Regions from separate parts of the Mus musculus genome. Here region 1 is linked to region 2. The links are chromatin contacts, called in public Hi-C maps. All regions are on one chromosome and are shown on one strand. The core of a region is the stretch at or near the end of the contact, and the rest is flanking DNA. Distances in the headings are between cores, read along the strand shown. Region 1 overlaps Pcolce2 (procollagen C-endopeptidase enhancer 2). Region 2 overlaps U2surp (U2 snRNP-associated SURP domain containing).

Region 1 (3,511 bases), core at 183-2,682, 200 kb before region 2:
ATGCACTTTGTATACGAGGAAAGAGTTTTAGAAATCTATTTTGATATAAAGTTAGAAATCTAATTTCACTTAGAACGAACTCACAAATAACTGAGCTGAGACTAAAGGAACAAAATGTTTTTTTCAACATGGAGAAGTCTTAAATACGTAGATTTAAGAAAACATACTATAAAATTTGAGTTTGGAATAATTTCTAAACTATGAGTGAAAACTTAAAGCATACATATAGTGAATAGAATAGAGAGGCCCCTGTGTACCCAGCATCCATTGCCAGCCACACCCATCATCCATTGTCAGCCGCACCCATCGTCCATTGTCAGCCACACCCATCATCCATTGTCAGCCGCACCCATCGTCCATTGTCAGCCACACCCATCATCCATTGTCAGCCGCACCCATCGTCCATTGTCAGCCACACCCATCATCCATTGTCAGCCGCACCCATCGTCCATTGTCAGCCACACCCATCGTCCATTGTCAGCCACACCCATCATCCATTGTCAGCCACACCCATCATCCATTGTCAGCCACACCCATCATCCATTGTCAGCCGCACCCATCATCCATTGTCAGCCGCACCCATCATCCATTGTCAGCCGCTGTCATTGGTTTTCTGTTTTCTCCCTGTGGTTACTCAATCCCCTCCACCTGCTTCATTGTTTTATTATTTTAATGTCACAGGTCTGGGAAGGTACACTCATCAATCTTAACTTTACAAGATTGACAAATAAATGCACCCATGTGAGCCACACTCCTGAGGTGATATGGAATCCATCTCTCACAAAACACCCATCATATCACTTTTCTGAAAACTTGTCACCGTAGTTTTATCCTGGAGCTTCGTATAACTTGAGTCCTGTAGGGGGCACCCCCTGTCTTCCGCTGCTGTCTTTGGTGGTTGTATTTTACACTGTTGGGTAGTGTTCCACTGTCTGCACACACAGCCATTTGTGTGCCCATTCTTCTACTGATGCTCCTTTTGGGTTGTGTTGTAGATTGAAATGTATTGTTATAATAAATGACCGGGCAAAGGGTTTTTGGGCATTCTAGACTGTAATCAGGCTTGCAGTGGCCACACCTTTGGTGGGGAAGAAGATACGTGTTTGTGAGGAGAAGTGCAAAGAAGCTGGAGGAGCTCATTCAGATTCTAGGAGATAAGTTTCCACGCCCTTTGGTGGCACAGGAACATTGACCTTCCTGAGTACCAGGGAGAGCCAGGTGAAATTTCCATACAGAAGTGACTGGAGGCAGCTTGCTAGGTGCAGGGCTCTGTACTGGTGGAGAATACGTGTCCAGGCTTTAATGCACTTGGGGGACTCCCTGGACCCTACCTAAGATGGTTCCTGCAGAAGCTGAAGCCTAAAGGTCTCCACTAGCTCCTGACTAGCTTTGCAGACGAATCAGCCTATGCACTCTGCACTATGCTCTCAGCACTGGGGACCCAAGCCAGCCAGTGCTCCTGTTCAGAGGCCAGACCTCGGGACAGATTATGATACCACGAGGCTGCCGGGACTTTGGCTGGGATCCCTGCTTTCCGCCTGATGGATATGAACAAATATATACAGAGATACCAAAGGCTGAGAACACCATTTCTCGTCGGTTCCGAGCCCTGCTCAAGCTGCAGGAGTACTTTAGTGTGGCTGCTGGGACTGGTGACCACTAGGGCTGTGGGTGTGTGGAGGGAGAGAGGGGGTAGTGTAGAATGTCCCAGGAGGCAGGCACTCCTGGCAAGGATTCTCTGGGTTTCCCTTTGCCAGGGGATCCAGGCAGCTTCAGCAGCCAGTTCTTGGAAGAGAAGTTGGCTCTGCATCAGGGAACGCTGGGCCAGTTGATATTAAACTCCTGCCCTTCAGGATTCAAGAGTTGCCTTTGGCCAGGCATACACACTTTTAGTCCCAGAATTTGGGAGGTAGAGGCAGACAGATCTTTGTGAGTTGGAGACTAGCCTGGTTTGCATAGTGAATTCCTGGACAGCCAGAGTTACATAGTGAGACCCTGTCTCAAAAACAAAACAAAACACCAAAGCAACAACAAAAAAGAGTTGTTCTTGCAGCTGCTGACTCTGGGATCCTGAGAAAAATTGGAGTGTTTACATTTCGTATCTGGTTAAGGGTCTGGCAAAGAAACACAACTTTTGCATACAGAATGTAGAAAATGTAAATTCTGGAGGGCATTTGTTTCCAAAATAAATGGTGTGTCTGCTTTGAAAAAAAAAAAAAAAAAAAAAGCAAAAACATCATGACCAAAAGCAATTTGGGACTTGGGGGTGGAGGTGGGTACTTCAGGATTTTATTTTGCTTATATGTTCTGACACAGTCACTCATGAAGGGAAGTCAGGGCAGGAACTTAAGGCTGGAACTGAAGAAGAGGTTATGGTGGAATACTGCTGACTGGCTTTCTCCCTGTGGTTTACTCAGCCTGTTCTTATGCAGCCTAGGACCACTGGCCCAGGAGTGGTGCCGTCCATAGTGGGCTTGGTCCTCCCACGTCAATCCTTAATTAAAAACTTCTCCACAGACTTGCCTAGAGATGGAGGCACTTTCTCCATTGAGATACCCTCATTGCAGATGACCTTAGCTTGTGTCAAGCTGACAGAAAATTAACTGGCCCAGGTAGGTTGCTTTCAGTGTAAGTTATTGATAGCGAGGCTGCCATGATTGTTTTTGTGTATGTCTTCTTTGTTGATGCGTGTTGAAGTTTTTTTTTTTTTAAGTCTTTGGCTTATATTGTAATGCTTAATACTGGCCCCCAAGGCCTGGTGGCCTTTAGGAATTTAGAGGGTGTGCACATAGACCCAAGAGACACTACGGGACCTTGCCCCCCCACCCCGCCCCCAAGTTATCCCAGATTAGTGAATAAAGGTGCCTACAGCTTATAGCTGGGCAGAACTGAACTAGGTGGAGCTTGGGGTTCCTGGGCTTGATGTATGAGAAGAACCACAGGGGAGGGAGAAGGTGGTGGAGAGAGAAGATGCCGTGAGACAAGAATCATAAAATCATGGCCAGGAGGGCTGGGTGATTGGAGTTAAGAGCAGCCCAGACAGAACATGGCAAATCATATTGTGGGGCTATTGGCAGGGAAATAGACATAATAGCATAGAAGGTAGATGCGTGCCCAGCCCTGGTGCAGATTAAGGCTTATTACAATATAAAAGCTGTGTGTCTTTTATCTGGGAACTGAATGACCAAAGACAGGGTAGAAACCCCAGATTGAGATTAAATACTTTCTCCAACAGATGTGGTTATTTTTTCATTTTCTTACAATATCCAAGAATGCATGGCTGGGCCAGATAACTTCATTAAACAATTCATTCCAACACAACTTCTCCAGACACCAAAGAGTCTGTTGTCATTTTATACTTCTCCAGAAGTACAGAAGTCATTGGCTCCTTCCCATTCTTGGTATCACACAATGTTATAGATTTTTAGTTCATGTAATTGGAAAGTAGTGGCTTCTCACAGTGATCTTTAAAAACAAATTTTTTGAGATTTTATTTTCATTCTATGTGCAT
Region 2 (3,497 bases), core at 396-2,895:
TTTAAATTCTGTATTGTCAGGTAGCTTTTAGTTTTATGTTATTTAAATATTTTTATTTAAAATTTCTTTAATGAATAATTAATTTTAGTTATATATATATGTATCTCTTTGTGGGTGTATGCATGTGGAGTGCAGGTGCTTCCCTAGGCCAGAGGCATAGGATTCCCCTGGAGTTGGAGTTACAGGAAATTTTATGAGCCAACTGATACAGGTGCTGAGAGCTGAACTCAGGTCCTCATGCCTTACTTAAATATTTTAATACTGGGTTTTTTTTTCCCCCTCTTCACATCCTGAAGACTATTTATTTGTTTTATAATAGTATATTAAATTTGTCTGGATTAGGAACATATATTTTAGTTATTTATGGTTGTTTAGAAAGTATCTTCAGGGCATTGGTGGCTCTAGTATGGCAGGTGGTTGTGATGTGTGGCCTCACATGCTGTGGCATAAGGCCTGGGGGTGCCATTTAACCCTGGGCCTGCTGAGGGACCTACCATGCTTGAGCTTGTGTGCGGATCTGAAACTGAGCGTGGAGGACAGCAGTCAGCCACGTCTCCCAGGAGGGCCTGGTGCTTTGGGAAGACTGAGTAACGGAGTGGCTGTCTACCACAAGATGCCACCAGAGGAGGAAGGCCCTATGGACCCCAGTGTGAGTGTGTCATTATGAAGACAGTGCCACTGACGACACAGTCCTGTCCAGCTGTGTTGAGGTGCAGTGGGTGTTTGCAGATGGGAACCCATGACCTGCTCAACAGTGCTGGAGCACAGAGGTGCCTGAAGAATGGCCTTGATAAGGACTCGAAAATTTGATCTTCAGAGTTTTCTGGGGTTGTGTGGTGGAAGATTCAAAATTTTAGGAGGGTGAGGAGTGCTGGTCACTGCTCTTGTTTAGATTGTAAATACACATTCAAGACAGGTTATTAATAATTTTAATGTGCTGTTTTCAGGGGAAAAAAAGCCTGTTCAGTTTTTATTTTTCATTTTAGTAACCTCTTAAATGAAAGACTATGCGACTGGGCGTGGTAGTGCACACCTTTAATCTCAACACTGGGGAGGCAGAGGCAGATGGATCTCTCTGAGTTCAGGCCCCCCTGGTCTACAAAGCGAAAGAGTCCAGGAAACCCAGAGCTGTTACACAGAGAAACCCTGTCTCAAAAAACCAAAAAAAAGAAAAGAAAAAAAAAAAACAAAAACAAAAAAAAGAAAGGAAAGACAGAGAACCTTAGGTTATAAACCAGTGTTAGGACAGAGCCAGTTAAAGCCCAAGGTAGCAATTGAATAAATGAATATACTACTGTGGGGAAGATTCAGGACCGGGAAGTGCTTCATTGGATCATAATGGATTGAGAGTAAAGCTTGATTGCTTTGGTTTCTAGTGGTCAGAAGGTACTGTGAGATTGTTTTTCAAGATATGACTCATATATACATGAGAGTTGACCTTAATTAAAAATAATCCAAGTTTTTTTTCCCCCCAGCATTTATGTTTACTTGGAAGATAGCATTGAATTGATTTAAAAAATCAGGAATGGTATATGTAGTTAATTTTTTTAATTTGAAAAAATGATCTAGCAACTTAAAGGGAAATTCGCAATAACAATGGTATTCCCATGAACTCAAGTTTGGACTTGACATTTACTGTCTGTTTTCTATTAACTTAGCAACGGGTAATGACCTGCTTCAGAGCATGGGAAGATTGGGCAATTTATCCAGAACCATTTTTGATCAAACTTCAGAATATTTTCTTAGGACTTGTAAATATCATTGAAGAAAAGGAAACAGAGGTAGGTATTCTGTACTTAAATATTTTTCTGGGGGAGGGGGAATATTACATATATTTCTTTATGAAAAATACCTGTTTACCATTAAATAATACAAGAGTCAGTGTTACATAAGACAGGGATTTTCAATGTGTTCTTATGGGATAGTGGCTGTTTTTGTTTTGTTTTTAGTAACTTGAAAAGATTTATGATATATTAGAAAACAAATAATACACAGAAACCCCTCAACTAACAAGGGGGCCTTGATAAACTTACTGCAAGTAAGTCTCATCAAGTTAAAGGTACAGTGACTGCTTGTACCAACATGACTGAACCTGAGAGCTCAGCCTGGCTTACTTTCTTCTGACTTCTAACCTGTATCAGTATCTTTCAGTTTCCTAGTAGAGGGCTTTTTTTCATCTTTCTCATGTTACTATGTTGCAGCCTGTCTATCCTTTGGGGCTTCTGTAGTAGAGGAGTCTTACCGAGTCTTGCTTTTGTGGGCTCTTGACTCCCATATCATTTGGTGAGGTTGAGGTAAATTGCTTTTGGAAGGCAGGGAGCTGTGCTCTGTGCATCACACATCTGATTCTGCTCTTCTCCAGTGTCATTTCACTTCCTTCCAGGATGTTCTGGCTCTCCTCTCCCTCAGCAGTTGGTGAAGGGACAGCTACTCTTCTACCCTCTTCTCAGACTCTTTGTTTCAGTTTCTTCAGTGCAGTGTTTCTCTTCCACTGCTCTTTGTACCTGCTCTTCTCTTTCTGGATTTTCTGTGTTACCAGACCTCAGCCTAAGTGTAACTTCAGGATAACCTTTTGACTTCTTTAAGGGAAATTTAATTATTAAATAGTATAATAAGATGGTGATGTACACTTTCAATCTATTGTTCTAACTTATTTTCTTTTTAAACAAACCTTTACTAAGCTCTTTGGCAGACGAACCAAGCCTGATACTTTTCACCATGACTCATATGCTACTTGATCTCAAGGATAAGCCTTTAATATATATTATGCAAATAAGTGTACAGATAGTTACTGTCTCTGCAGTCTGGATAATAAAACATATTTACATTGTGTCTGGAGATAAGGCTATCTAGTCATGTTGCTCTGCACTGGATTTTAAGTTAATCTAACAGTGAGAGAGTGGTGCATGTTTTGCAGGATGTGCCGGATGATCTTGACGGTGCTCCCATCGAGGAGGAGCTTGACGGGGCGCCTCTGGAGGATGTGGATGGGATTCCCATCGATGCCACTCCCATCGATGACCTGGATGGGGTCCCTATAAAGAGTCTTGATGATGATCTGGATGGAGTGCCTTGTAAGTTTGGACTTTAAACATTCAGACTAACAGGTTTAGTTGCCAAAATCCCTTAAGTTTTTCACGTGATGGTATGGAGAAATGTTTTAATTTTTGACTGTCAAGTCACTCACCTTTTCTGACATTTTAAAATTTAGGTATCTAGCAATATGTTTGACTGTGGCAAAGGAAAGAGCTTTATTATGGTATCTTTTTTGGGGGACTATCATCCTATAATATTAGCAGGTTTTCCTTTTTGTCTCAATTGTCTGAAAGTTACAGGCAGTATCTTGTGTTTTACAGTCACATGCCCAGTGTCACTTCCTTTGTTTTTTTTATTTTCCTACCCACACCTCCATATGCTTCTCTTGTACCCAAATTTTCTATGCAGTAGTTCTTCACACCCATTTTGCCTTGCTCTTGATAGATAAAAGTTACCCACTG

Evidence for each region. A called contact is a pair of places that touch in the nucleus more often than the background predicts.
Region 1: a Hi-C map of liver shows a contact between it and region 2, with 2.3 times the contacts expected there. The contact joins two enhancer-like sites. A contact is called at or near these places in 1 of 15 datasets of contacts at CTCF or cohesin (pro-B cells), 9 of 484 Hi-C or Micro-C datasets (the C10 cell line, the P5424 cell line, beige adipocytes and 6 more), 1 of 115 datasets of contacts at active chromatin or transcription factors (bone marrow-derived dendritic cells) and 1 of 9 other capture datasets (adipose tissue).

What each region holds. Positions count from the first base shown.
Region 1 is chr9:95,673,577-95,677,087 of GRCm38.p6, reverse strand. The region is part of intron 3 of Pcolce2 (procollagen C-endopeptidase enhancer 2); the gene reads right to left. It also overlaps the pseudogene Itpa-ps2. Among named protein-coding and RNA genes, the nearest start is that of Gm39407, 32 kb to the left of the region's middle. Within about 2 kb of position 1,432, at least 50 of the 459 cell types and tissues checked have an H3K27ac peak or open chromatin away from gene starts, as enhancers often do. A contact at or near this core is called in liver, where this site is marked.
Region 2 is chr9:95,475,684-95,479,180 of GRCm38.p6, reverse strand. U2surp (U2 snRNP-associated SURP domain containing) reads left to right here. Exons shown (of 28, transcript NM_001357974.1): 20 at 1,659-1,781; 21 at 2,918-3,074. Among named protein-coding and RNA genes, the nearest start is that of Gm32133, 32 kb to the right of the region's middle. Within about 2 kb of position 1,645, at least 9 of the 459 cell types and tissues checked have an H3K27ac peak or open chromatin away from gene starts, as enhancers often do. A contact at or near this core is called in liver, where this site is marked.